Linked DNA regions of Hordeum vulgare: region 1 is linked to region 2. Evidence: chromatin contacts called from public Hi-C data. All regions are on one chromosome and are shown on one strand. The core of a region is the stretch at or near the end of the contact, and the rest is flanking DNA. Distances in the headings are between cores, read along the strand shown.

Region 1 (7,037 bases), core at 355-2,854, 250 kb after region 2:
TAAGAAAGTTCTCGTTTGCTTGTTTAATAGTAATATTAGTCTCCCCTAATAATAAAGCGCGCAATGCTTCTGGCGTCCGTCGTCGGTCATTTTGCATAAAAGCCCTCGCAGTTTCAGGTAATTAACCCGCAGTCCAATTTTAAGTCAGAACGAACCGTTTTTTGTCATTTTGCAGAAAAGTCCTCACAACTTTAGATAATCAACCCGCGGTCCATCTTTTAGTCACGGACGAACCGTTTTATTTGCATTTTTCAGAAAAATCCCTGATATTTCAGGTAATCAACCCGCCGTCCCTATTTAAGTCAGCCAAAACGTTTTTTTATTTTAACAAAAAAACCCTGACTTTTTAGTTAATCAATCCATATTTTATCTAAAACAAAATTATCCATATCTTTTAAACCGTAACTCCGATTTTAACATGTTATATATGAAATTTGATTGAAAAAATGTGTAGAATCTAAATAGGATGTTATTTTTAGCTGTTGAATACTTCTTAAATATTATTTTTGGTGCAAACTTAATCTGTAGTGCACGGTCCTTTTTTTCCTCTCTTTCCGGCACCATACGAATTGCAATAAATATCTATTAAATTAAAATCAAATTGACAGGAAAGAAAACATCGTTAATCACACATGCACACCTTTGGAAAATCTCGTGGGAAGAAACAACATATTTCTCATCTTATTCCGAGTGATTGTATATTTAAACACGTTTTCGTTGTGTGAGCACTGAGGCCATCGTCGACAACACAAATGTGATGCCATGTGAAAATATATTGTGTCCAAAGCGTGTGTTATTTTCTCTGCCGTTACAACGCACGGTTTTTTTTCTAGTATAGATAAAATTATGTTTTCTTTCTAATAAACCAATAAGTTTCATCCAATAAGTGATTACAAATAAATTTCTAAAAAATATTTGGGTAGATAAATCACGGACGGGATTTGATACACATCCATTTACACAACCACCTTCTTATATGCAGGTAAATCACGGGCTAACGTGCTAGAATACAAATACATCCGGTTGCAACGTGCGGTCAATTATCTAGCGATGTATTACGTTTCGAGTTTTCAGCTAAGATTTATCCCTACGCGAGCGTTGCTTTGTACTTCCATCATTTTTAATACAAGTGTTTTTAGAATATTCAATACTGTAAATTCACTCATTTTGCTTCGTATGCTTTTAACATTAGAATCTCTAAAAACTTTATATTTAAAAACGAAGGAAGTACTTTTGTCAATCTTTTATTTATAATAGTTCCGGGTGTTGTTGAAAAAAAAACGCGAGGACAGTAAAAACATTAATATTTCTCATTTGATCAATAATAAAGCCCCCAAAAAACATACTTTGACAAACAAAAACAGGTCCTGTAAATCCGAGAGGAGGAAGTAACAATAACAAGTTAAACAAAGCCCCTAAGTAAAAGGAAAAAATAAATAAAAAAAACTATGCTGCCGGTACAACAAAGACAGCATGGAAAAGCCGGTCACAGGGCCCACTCCGCGATCTAAACAAGCAGAGAAAAACAAAGGTGGGCCCCACCGCACTGACCCGCGCCTCCCCTCCCCCAACGTTTTTCTCCCTCTATTTATGCCCGACACCTGCACCCCTCTCTCCCCTCGTGCCTCCACTGTCCTGCCCCCCACAACCCCTCTCCTCCGCCATCTCCTCCCCTGACTTCACAACAAATCGAGCCCAAACGCCCGGCAAAATCCGGCCGCGCCGCCGTCGAATTCAAGCCGTTCTCGACCGATCCGGCCGTAGGATTCCCCAGTTCGTCTTGGTGTGGTGCGGTTCGTCTTATTGGAGCAGAGGCGCACGGGGCGTGGGTGTTCTTGCGACATTTCGGTCGGTTCTTGGTGGCCGAGCCGAGGATTTTTTCCTCCCTCCTCCGCGCGATTCCGCCGGGCTTCGAGGGGGTTAGATGGTGGCGAGGATGATGCGGTGGCCGCGGCCGCCCCAGGCGCGCAAGTTCCGCGTCCGGCTGGTCGTGCGGCGGGCGGAGGGGCTGCCGCCGCCGCCTCCGCCGTCCGTGGAGCCCGCGGAGCAGGAGCCCGCGGGGCAGAGGGTCGCAGCGGAGGTCAGGTGGAAGGGGCCGAGGGCTTCCGGCCTCGGCTCGCTGCGGCGCGCGGTGCGGCGCAACCGCACCAGGGGCGAGGAGCTGGCCGCCTCCGGGGGCGGCGGCGGCGCCGTGGCCTGGGAGGAGGGGTTCGAGAGCGTCGTCACGCTCGCGGCCGCGTCTCACCGGGAGGCGGCCGCGTTCCAGCCGTGGGAGCTCGCCTTCACCGTCTTCACTGTGAGCATCTCATCCCACGTCCTTGCTGGAACTAGATTCCATTGTGAATCTCCTCTTGATTGTTCGCTCTGACAATTACTACTGTTCTAGTAATATGGTTTTTATCCTCGTTTGCTCGCATCATGTTTCTTGTTTGACTTCCTCTCGAAAGGGATTTGCTTGCTTAAAATCTTTTTTAGGTGATCTTGTTCTGAATTATGCTCCTGTTAAACAATTACACTCCCTAGAAACTCCGTATTAATGGCGTGATCTGTTGAATTATCTCATCCGCAGAGTAAAATTTAATTATTTCTTTTCAGTTGCTTGAACGAATATGTGTAGTTGGTGGATGTCAATGGATCAATCATAGCGTGCAACTGTATTGCTGTTTTTGTTTTGAACCTAACTGTATTGCTGTTAATATGGAGCAAAATCTGATAGTAACATCTGATATGTATGTTTACCAGTAAAGATAGTACCGTTTCATGTGCCTGCTTTTCTATGCGAACATGGTGTCATGTTTCCTGCTCTCAAATAAAACCCCTTCCAGAATGAATTTCTAACCTTGCGACCGAGTTGAATTTCGTGATTATAAGTTCGTAGCGCTAGCTGCCATTCCATTTCTGAGCGGCAAATGATCCCTTAGCAAGTTGGCTTACTTCCTTTTCAGTGATTTCTTCCAGTCAGTTTGTTTGACTGACTTCAGCAGGGAATCTGATCTGTCTTGTTTTTCTTTTCCTTGTGGCAGGATGTGAACAAGGGCCCAAAGACTAAACCAACAATTCTGGGAACTGCTTCCCTTAGCCTAGCGGATTATGCATCAGCAGCCGAAGAGGATATTGAGATAATTCTCCCTTTGTCTGTGCCCTGTGGTGCGCCTGAGTCTGTTCCGTCGCTTCATGTGAGTTTTTTTTGTGAACAACAAACTCTAGCTAATGATTCGCGTTTTGCAGCCTAAAAAAGAAAAAAAAAACTTGTTTTAATTGCCGTCTGGTGTGACTGACCTCTTTTTCATTGCAGCTCACTCTGAGTATGGTGGAACTGAGAGCTCATCAAGAAACCTCCGACGCTTCACAACGGTCTGCTGTGGCCACTCCCTTATCCCCGTCATCTTGTGATTCTGTCCCTGGAGGAAAAGATGAGGTTTCAGTCATTAAAGCAGGGTTAAGAAAGGTAAAAACCCTCAGGCATATAGTGTCGGCTCGAAGGTCCAAGAAGACGTTCCAAAGCGATGAAGGCAGTGAAGATAACTGTTATATTCACAGTGATGGTTCTGAATATCCATATGGTACCGAGCATGTTGGTGAGGATCTGGATGATAGAACACATGAAGATGAAGTTGCGGATCCAGCTATCAGGAAGTCGTTCAGTTATGGTTCACTGCAGTCTGCCAACTATGTTAGTGGCCTAGTTTATGCACATGCAAAGTTTGGTGGTGAGCATGAGGACTGGGTCTATTACAGTCACCGGAAATCTGATGCCGGCTACCATGTAGAGCAACCACAGTCATCAACTGCTGAGGGAACTGTGTTGCCAGCTGCAAAACGGAGTATCCTTCCCTGGAGAAAGAGGAAACTGGGTTTACGGTCACTAAAGGCTAAAGGTGAACCTCTGTTGAAGAAAGCAAATGGAGAAGAGGGAGGCGACGACATTGACTATGATCGTCGGCTGCTAACCTCTTCCGATGGATCAGAGGTAAAATTTCCTTTTTCTTTTCATTGCATTTTGAAAAAATAATCAGCATCCTGTTCTTGGCCGAGAGGCAGCCCAAGTAATGGCTTGCTTGTAATACCACAGAACTGTTTTTGAATGACCATTATGTTCGCTGAACAGTATTTCTTTCGATTGCAGCGATCAAGAAGCGAAGATGGATCAGTTCATGGTATGATGTCAGAGTTTGGCGATGACAATTTTGTTGTGGGGAACTGGGAATCAAAGGAGGTACTTAGCCGTGATGGGCACATGAGGCTTTCTTCCCAGGTATTCTTTGCGTCAATAGACCAGAGAAGCGAGCGGGCTGCTGGGGCGAGTGCATGCACGTCACTTGTGGCTGTCATTGCAGACTGGTTCCAGGCAAATCGGAATCTCATGCCTATCCAGTCGCAGTTTGATAACCTGATCCGTGAAGGATCACTAGAGTGGAGAAACCTTTGCGAGAACAAGACATACCGAGAGCGCTTTCCTGACAAGCACTTTGATCTTGAAACTGTCCTTGATGCCAAGACCCGGCCAATCACAGTCTCCCCCAGCAAGTCATTTATCGGATTCTTCGTACCCGAAGGCGCTGATGGCATGGGAGGACTTGACTTCCTCAATGGTGCAATGTCCTTTGATAACATCTGGGAGGAGATCAGCCAGGCAGCAGAGTTCTCATCCAGCGAGAACCCTAACCTGTACATAGTGAGCTGGAATGACCATTTTTTTCTCCTCAAGGTTGAGCGTGATGCATACTACATCATCGACACCCTTGGAGAAAGGTTCTACGAAGGATGCAGCCAGGCCTACATTTTGAAGTTCGACGACACCACCGTGATTCACAAGGTGTCCGACGAGAAGAAGGCGCAGCCTAGCCCTGACTCAAGTGGGCCACTGAAGCATTCTTCAGGGAGCTCCTCGTCGGGGCAGGACAGCGAAGACGATGTTGAAGAGGACATACTCGTGTCGAAGGGCAAGGAGTCATGCAAAGAGTACATCAAGAGCTTCTTGGCGGCCATACCGATCAGGGAGCTGCAGGGGGACATCAAGAGGGGGATGATGGCATCGACGCCGCTGCACCACCGCCTCCAGATCGAGTTCCACTACACCGAAGCGGTCCCAGCAGAGGTCGCCACGCCGCCTCAAGCCCTCGCCATCGAAGCCCCGTTCGAGTTCTCGTGGCCTGAGCCACCTCCGGCGATGGAGCTCGCCCTAGCACCCGCTGTCGCCGTTGCGTAGCCTGCCACTGTGTTGGCTGAGTTTTTTTCCATGAAGGGGAACCTACTCGGAAGATTTTGCTGCCTTTTTCTGTATGTGCTCGTTTCATGTCTAATATGACCTGACTAGTATAGGCATCGGAGCCAGCCGCCTGCATTTTGTACAAAGAGGCGATTGCTCCTGCCTATCTTGTATTAACCGGATGAACTTTGTAATCACGCATAACCCTTGTACTAATCGATGAGGAATGGCATCATGTTAATTAAGTTTTAGCCTTGTTTATGTATGCAACTTCGTATGCTGCCATTGCAGCAGAAACTCTGAGCCGTCCTTGGACGCTGCTTGGAAATAACTGGGTCCGTTCTGGCCAACTTTTTGGCTCGTGTTGGTGCTGCTGTTGGCTGTAGCTTGTTGACGGCGAAGTATCGTCCAGACATGCTGGGTTACCGGAACCAAAGCTGTCACCAGCGCCAAGTACATATTCAGTGAATGCGATGCATGAGCTGCTGCAAAAAGTGGATCAAAAGCATCATCCAATCTTTTTCTGGGTCGTCATGTGATCTTGCCAACTCGTGATTACTGTTAAATGGCAGTTGATTTTTTTTACATACCCTTTGATGAATACTTCCTCCGTCCCAAAATAACTGTCTCAACATTAGCTCTAGTATAAAATTATATTAATGTCAACACATTTATTTTGGAACGGAGGAAGTACTTGTTTTGTTTTCTTAATTGGCAGGGCAACCTTGGAAATTTCGGTAGAGAACATCTGTAGCGCGGGCCTGAGTTTTAATTTATAGTAAGTCAGTTTCATCACATGCTGACTTTTAAATAATTTTGCCGCTAGAAAAACCTTTGGTTTGTCTGAATGCAATAGTGCATTTGAAAAATTGTCATAGTCATTCATACTTGGTCAGAATATGATTAGTTCACGAGTGATGTAACAGCCAGGACACGCATAACGGAGCTGGGCAGCCAATTAGTGCTCACAATGCATGTGTTGGAGAAGGAATATAATGTTATTTTTCTCCTAGTTTTATACTCCTATGTCTGAATGTCCCCTTCACAATCTTTTAAGCTGGCATATTTACGGTACTATTTTGTGAGCGACTACGACCTCTTATCCTGTGATGACATAGGCACCATAAAAAAATGATAGACAAATTTCAAAGAAGAGAGCACGAAGAAAACCATGGCATGCCTAGGAATTGGGTACATCATAATCATTTGATACAGGCTGCTGCCTAGCTGTACATGTGCTTCTCATGAAGCAAGCTTAGCAAGTTAGAAAGTTCCGGGTATAGATAAAATACCCAGATTTCAGGGTGATAGGTTCAGCTAAAGATGACCCGGTTAAGGACACAGATCAGACACAAGCTCAACAACTCCCCGCATCGGCGCATCATTCTGCATTGAGTTAAATCGCCATAGGCATATGGTGTAAGAACGGGGCACTGAATAAGGTGTATAACCATGATAAGTAAAGTGATTGCAGTGCACGAAACTACATCTCACCAGATAAACAATGTCAAATGCCTCGGAGTAATCTTTCAGAGATTTCTCGATGTTGGTATTCCTGCAAAACCGGTTGCTTGTCAATTGATGCATAAATCTGCAGGAAACTGAATCTCATCAGTTACACCTGTTATTAAATGGGAATTGAACGAAACAGCATGCTCTCCAAAATGAGCAGTTGAAGCTTGATAAGAAGAATACCCGGTTTCCTTGGTTAAAATGGTTTATTTAATGTTGATTAGTCACATAGAAGTTTCATGTGACGTGATCAAATTTTGGCTTGCATTGGTTAAAAGGAAACCAGTACAGCAAAAATATCAGCTTTCTTGTCATT
Region 2 (6,970 bases), core at 3,808-6,307:
TGTAGAGATTTCACTAGTGGACTACATACGGATGTATATAGACATACTTTAGAGTGTACATTCAATTATTTTGCTTCATATGTAGACACCTAGTGAAATCGCTTAAAAGACTTATATTTAGGAACGAAGGGAGTAGTAGTTTTCGCACATACAAAAAATATAGAGTAGTTAACCTACACCAACCCTACTTTGCTTTGAGTTTTTTTTTATCATAGCTGAATTAGTATCATTGAATAACAGAAAGGCATATGTCGTCGTAAATATGTACATATCCAACTTTCTAAAATTGGAGAAGGAACCCCTATCCTAGTGTTGAAGTCGGTTTTTGCCACAACGCAGGACAATGTGGGTTAATTTATGGTATGTAGCATGAAGATTTTTAGCTGATATATCACCAGCTTTGTCTCTCACAGTCGGCCTAACTATAGGGATGACAATCTTGACGTTTCTATGCTTTTCTTGAGATCAACTACCGACACATGAGCAATAAACCATTACATCTTGCTATGTGACAAACACACACTCTAAAACCACTCAAAGAATATATATATTTTGAACCGGTTTCACGAGTTAGCTTGATAGTCCAAGTTCAAGGTGCAATCATACACCATATAGTAGTTCATCTATTTATGTTGGTCAGGAGGGAAGAACGAAGTTTTAGTTCACATACTAGTTGCAAATAAAACATATATATGCATGGGTCTTACGTCGCATGTGTAGCATATGCTCCTGGTCACTTTTTGTGGAGAACATCATTGGCATCCGGTATTTAGAAGATGTGCCATAGTCAGGGTAATTTCCATGAAAGCTGATGTTTTGGGCCTTGAAATTCTCCTGTCACCAAGTCAAGTAATCAAGTTAATCCATTAGGTTGAAGCATCATTTTGTTGTTGTAAACATGGATTCATATTATATTTAACTTTCAGTATAGCACACCATATAATAGTACAAACTGTGTAAGATTGCTAGTCAAAATCAGTAAAATTTAGAACGACGAACCAGGGTGCATGCACGACACTAAAGATGTGCTATTTTTCCATGTGAGCTTTAATACTCTTTCCTGTGAGCAAACAGTGTGCATGCTGTAGTTTGTCTTTACTGTATAAAGTGTTGAAGCATGACATGACCCATGCATGCATGCTGGCTTTTCTCTCCTACAAAGCTAGAGTAGCAGTTAAAACAGTGTGCATGTGTAAGCTATGCTAGGAGTTTGGTTTGGCATCTACATCTACATGCCTCTCCCTTGCAGTTCTGATACTCACCATCCTTTCTTGCCCCTATGCTAACACAGATAGATATAGTGCAGTAGTCAAGTAGTCATTAATCATACAGTAACAACTGAAATGTGGAATTTCTGTCAATTTTGTAGAGTGTAGACAGTAGACATGACCATTTTATCTGCAACACTAGCATATGTGTTTTTTTTTTGCATAAAGGGCGATCTAATTAACAACACCAAACATTACAACTGCTTTAAAAAGTATGTGGAAAAAATCATGAATTATTAGTACTATTCATGTCAACCTGAGAATGATCTTGCACAGGAAGTGGTGACTGGATTAATCCCCTCAAGTTCACCGATAGCAGGCTAGTGCAGTGCCCGCAACGGACGGTGACCATGTTCAACATGCTATTACTTGGAACACTGACCTGCAGATTGATCATACATGTATAAGAGAACACAATCGTTGGGTTTCCTGAATTAATATTAATGTCCATATTAATTGACGTGGCATTAGTACAACTGGTTGTACTAAAGTAGCGTCAATTAGATCGGAGGGAGTAGTTCAAACCAAGCAATAAAACAAAACAAACAAAAAGGAAGAAACATCAGAACAAAAATGACCAGTTCTCTCTGGATGAAGTAACAGATGCTAAATTCCAAAGAAACATTTTCAAAAGGCTGGTGCAGATCTACACGCTAGTATATGTTGATATGCATACATGCATCCATAGCTTTTTGCTCCCAACATGCAGACGATTTCTCTCTGTCTCTCTCTCTCCCTCTTTAATTAACTCCTGCCTGCTGTAAAACAGTCGCCCTCCATGACTTTTATCAGGGCTCTGCAATCTGCATGCAGCTGGACCAAATCAGAACTGGGGCATCCTTTTCCAATGCCTGCCAATTGGTTGTCACCTTGCCCTTTCCATTTTCTTTTCAGATTTCCTTGTTGAGTGCCCTGGCCTGCAACCAAACCACAACCTGAAGAAGCACCATGTCCTAGCTATACTCACTTTGTTTGATTCCTCACAGCCTTCTTTTCTGGGGGCACTCACTCCCATAAGAATGACTAGTATAACCAAGTGAGCCAAGTGCATCTGCAAATGATTGTGTTTGCTGCTCCCATATGAAGGGAGTTGGGTCAAATCACTCTCCATATCTTGAGGTGCTTTTTTCAAGGAAAATTTGTGCATTTGCAAATCACACCCCATCTCATGCTCGCTCTCTTTCTCTCTCTCTCTCCCATTATTGTAGAGAAATACATACTATACATGCTGAGGATGTTTCCTTGGAAAAAAAAACTGATAATGAGTTAGATTGCCACACATGGATGCTCTCTAGTACCATCATTTCTGCTCCATGCTCTCTTCAGTGCAAAAAGGATTAAAGATCACACCAAGAAACACTGTACTGTAGGAAAGAGGAGAAGATGACAGCGACGGTTCATGCAGAAGGCACTTCACGCGCGCTAGCCAGCCTTAGCTCACGCTCAAGCCCACAGCATGCATACACTGTGCATGGTACATTGTAGTGGGGGCATGCAGGTGTGTGAGTGTCTGTCAACAAGCTAGATCCATCTCCCCTTTTGAGCTAGCTCTCACGGGGAGCCGTGGAGGGGAGAGAGAGAGACGATGATCGAAGGCAACATTTTGTGGAAGTAATTCAGGATGAACATCAAATGACCAGTTTAACATTCAGATTTGGTGGGTCGAAGATCTACCAGCTGACCGGATCTCCTTTTTATCTTGGTATAAGCACTTAGCAGAGACCAAGACGGCATTGCTTCAAGGTATAGTGCAGGAATCGCAAAGCCTCTCAACATTTTCCCTTTTTTTCAATAATTAGTACCTGTAGTCTGTAGATACTCCCTAGTACTTGTAGCAAGCATATGCACACATATATATATGGACGAACGACACAGAAATACAGAGATATTGATATCACTTGTCGCCTATGCAGAAGCTGAGCGGAATAGGTACGAACACACTAATTAATGATCAATAGCAAGGACACACTAAATCCCAAAGAAACGGAGGGGGGAAATCTGAGGTCGCAAGCTCCCCTGTCAGTACTCAGTAGTAGTACTAGTTGCAGTAAATTTTGACAAGTTTCATGCATCACTGGAAGGTGCGAACTGGAAAAAAAAGGACACAAAAGAGAGAGGCAGGTCTTCGAATATGTCTTCCGAATCAAGCTCAGATTTATAAGTTATAACCATCAATTTTTCAGTTTAGTATCGCTTTTATTTACTTCTGCTTCCACTTAGACATCTGATCAACTCTTCCACACAAAACCAAGAAACAAAGCACTTTGTAAACAAGAGAGAAGAAAACCAAGGGAATTTTAACAGAGACAAAGCACAGTTGCACAGGAGCATGGAGAAGAGGGGAAAATATATATGAGGACAGGAAGCATCCCTTGCTTGGAATTTCTTGGTGGCAACTCACTAGCTCGCACAGTATGCTACTGTTCCTCTATTCCAATAAATAAGTGAATATAAGGTGTTTGGATGTTGCGAAGGCATTAATTCTAGCGTAAACTAGTACTCCTAGGGAAAAACCTGACTTGATTCAGTTCAGATGAATAAAAAATACCGAAACGACTGATCAAATTGAGATCAATAACTTGAGAGCTCCCAGAACATTACACCAAGATTGCATTGGTACTGAGATCATTAACTAATTAAACATGCCGGTACAAATTATGTTGACCCAAATATATAATTTCGCAGGCCATTTGTGTGCTTTTGTGTTTAAAGTGAGTGGGGAGACATGGGATGGTAGAGTGAATTTAAAATAACTGATGGATCTTCAAAACAACGTTGTTATTGCATGCTCCTTGTTGCAAATTCAAGTAGAAGAAAAGTATACGCTCAAAACCCATTAATTGCTTTATATAGTTAGTTAGAACCAAAACTATTAGAAGACATTAGAAGTGTGATGGTGCTCCATAAGCCATGTAGTGCTTCTTCTTGGAAAGAAAACAACTAATATGCACAGTTGCACACAGCGGCACAATAGGTCATGAAAGCTAGCAAGAAATCCACAAGTTCGAGAGACAATGAAAGGTAGCCATGTGTTGACTAGTCTTCCTCGCAAAAAAAATAAATATCTTCCCAGTAAAAAGAAGAGACCATGAGGGATACGTATTGGAGAAATTAAGAAACAACAATTGGATGATGCCCTAATTAACGCAGATTCAGCGATATCAAATCATACACAGGGTGGACTAACTCAAGGGAGTGATGAGTATATGTAGAAGTCCATAGATTGGATGAGAAGATTGCAAGAACAGAAGCAGTTCGATCTGTTTTATGGGTTGGCCTTGACACTCTCTTTTAAAAATCCAACCAAATTAACAAACAAAAAGTAGGGAAAGCAGTAAGGAAACTCTTGAGATGCGGGCGGCGATCGAGCAGAACAAAAGCAGCAGCACGGTGTGGCGAAAGAAAAGAGGAACAAATCATAAGTCTCTCTTTGGAGCCTTTTCCAGCAAATCTTTAAGACAGGACAAAATTCCGCAAGAAACTCGGCAGATCGTTCAGAGCTGGTTCTACGCATCTCTCCTTGCAGATCTGGGCATGAGAGAGAGGGAGAGAGAGCACGGCAGAGGGAGGGAAGGAGGGAGAGCATATTACCGCGAGAATTGTGTTGCAGAAGTTGCAGTGCACGTAGCAGACATGCTCCGGCGGCGCGATCTGTGCCGACATTATTCCCCTTCCCGACGTAGCAAGATATGGCGAATAAAAGAATGGAGGGGGGGGGGGGGGGGGGGGGGAGAGGATGAGGAAGACGAAAGAAGGAAGATGGAGAGAAGAAGAAGGAGAAGTGAAGGACCACGTACTAGTGGCCACAGTGCCGTCTGATATTTATATCAGCACAACGTGTAAATACTGAAATTGGGGGAGAGAGAGATAGATTAGATAGAGAGAGAGGAGGAGGAGGAGGAGCTTGCTAGTAGTGCAAGCAGGAGCGGGAGGTGTGCGTGTGGGGGACGCTTTTTGTTGCGTCGCTCTCCGTCCCAAGGACAGTTGATGACGGTGGAAATGCTAATATCAGTATTGCAGTTGGGGAAACTCCTTTTTATTAGAATGGGAACTCCCTCTCTTCATGCCCCTGGAAGGATGGGCCAGGTAAATTTCGTACATGTGTCCTAAGGTTGACCGTTTAAATCCGATGACATGCAACCTTAGCATAGCTCAGATTGCTAGGGACACAACGTACCCATCTACATTTAGAGCAACTCTAACGGGCCGACCCAAACATACGACGATCTTATCCGCTTTTTGTCTTTTTGAGTCGGCCAGGCGGACACGAACGCCCGTTTTCGCAAACAGGTCGGCTGGTGCGTCCAACGTTGGTCACACCCATTTTTACCGGTGTGCGAAAAAAATACATAATGCGTAATTAAACATTAAAAGCCGGCCACGAAGGCTAGCAATAGTTCAAGGGTCTGCATTACATTAATTAAATATTAAAAAACTAAAACTACGAGGGCAGCCCTAGGCGGCGGCGGCGTCATCGGGGCCGGTGAGGTCGACCAGCGTAGGCGCAGGGCCGGTCCAGGGGAACGCCGAGTTCCAGAGTGCAGCTGCCTGCGCCTCCGTAGTTTGTCCCACCGGCGTGGGCCGTGCTAGTGACGGTGGTAGCGCAGCAGCACGGGCACGCTCCTCCGCCTCCGCCTCTTGTCGTTCCTCCTCCGCCTCCTTCTCCACCTCCATGAGACGAAGGACTTCGGCGCGCTCCGCCAGCAGGTGTTGCGACCTCCAGTGCTCGAGGTAGGCTTGCTCCTGCTGCGGTGTCGCGCCCAACCAGATGGGCGGCGCAGTCACGAACTCCTGGACGACGCCGGTCCACTGGTAGACCTCCCGCGGCTCTGCGGGCTCGGGCTTCGGCGGAGGTGGCACGAAGCAATCGCCAACGGCCGACAGCGCGATGGCCTCCGCGAGCTGCTGCTGGTAAGCCGCCTCTTCGTCGGCCCTACGCCGCGCTTCCTCCTCGTTGTCGCGGAGAACAGCAGCGAGCGCCGCCTGGTAGGCGGCCTCAGCCTCCTGGTCCTCTTCGCTGACGACAGGAGGAGGCGGCGGAGGGCCTCCTGGCTGCACTTTGCACACGCCACGACGGCGCTGCTCCTCGTGCTGCACCGCAAACCATACCTCCCAGTTAGAGGAGTCGGCCGGGTACGTGGGGTCTCGCCGCTGCTCCGCCGTCAGCATACGCCGACGGCGGCTCACCTCCTCCGCATGCACCCGCGCCGACCGCGGCACGGCCGACACCGGAATCCTCTCCGGATCCAGATGCCAGTCGTGCGGCAACTTGACATCGGGGTAAGGGAGCGGCACGCGGTGCTCCCAGTGCCACCGCGCTTGGTGCACCGAGACGCTCACGCGCTGGCTAGGCCGGTGGGAAGACGACGCGGAGAGATGGCGCAGGGTAGAGCGGGGCCTTGCCCTTGTTTGGGAAGCCGCCAGCCATGGTGTGCTAGGGTTTTGATCGCTTGGTCGCTGAGGAGGTGGCTGGATGTGGAGGGGCGGGGTTTTGAAAGCAGATGGCGGAACCCACCACACGCTCGGATTAAAAAAAAAGCCGGCCGCGGTCGCTGACGCGTTGGTCCGAGGATGGCGGCCGTCATAAATTATGTTGACCGCGGTGGTTGGGGACGGACACCGAGAGGGCGCTTCGCCTCCGCGCCGACGTATTTCAATCCCAAATTTGGGCCAAAAATGGATCGGTGCGGACGCGAAGCAGA

Evidence for each region. Hi-C and Micro-C count contacts between places; a contact is called where the count stands out from the background.
Region 1: a Hi-C map of leaf shows a contact between it and region 2, with 2.3 times the contacts expected there. The contact joins the promoter of LOC123452084 here to the promoter of LOC123452083 in region 2. A contact is called at or near these places in 2 of 6 Hi-C or Micro-C datasets (leaf and seedling).

Annotation. Positions count from the first base shown.
Region 1 is chr5H:520,065,379-520,072,415 of MorexV3_pseudomolecules_assembly, forward strand. It overlaps LOC123452084, which reads left to right and starts at 1,605. Exons shown (of 4, transcript XM_045128663.1): 1 at 1,605-2,296; 2 at 3,024-3,176; 3 at 3,296-3,970; 4 at 4,127-5,454. The coding sequence starts at 1,925. The coding sequence ends at 5,209. It overlaps LOC123452085 (7-methylguanosine phosphate-specific 5'-nucleotidase A), which reads right to left. Exons shown (of 9, transcript XM_045128665.1): 8 at 6,704-6,764; 9 at 6,372-6,595. The coding sequence ends at 6,542.
Region 2 is chr5H:519,810,037-519,817,006 of MorexV3_pseudomolecules_assembly, forward strand. It overlaps LOC123452083 (protein YABBY 2-like), which reads right to left and starts at 5,058. Exons shown (of 6, transcript XM_045128662.1): 1 at 4,860-5,058; 2 at 1,525-1,650; 3 at 708-834. The coding sequence starts at 4,931.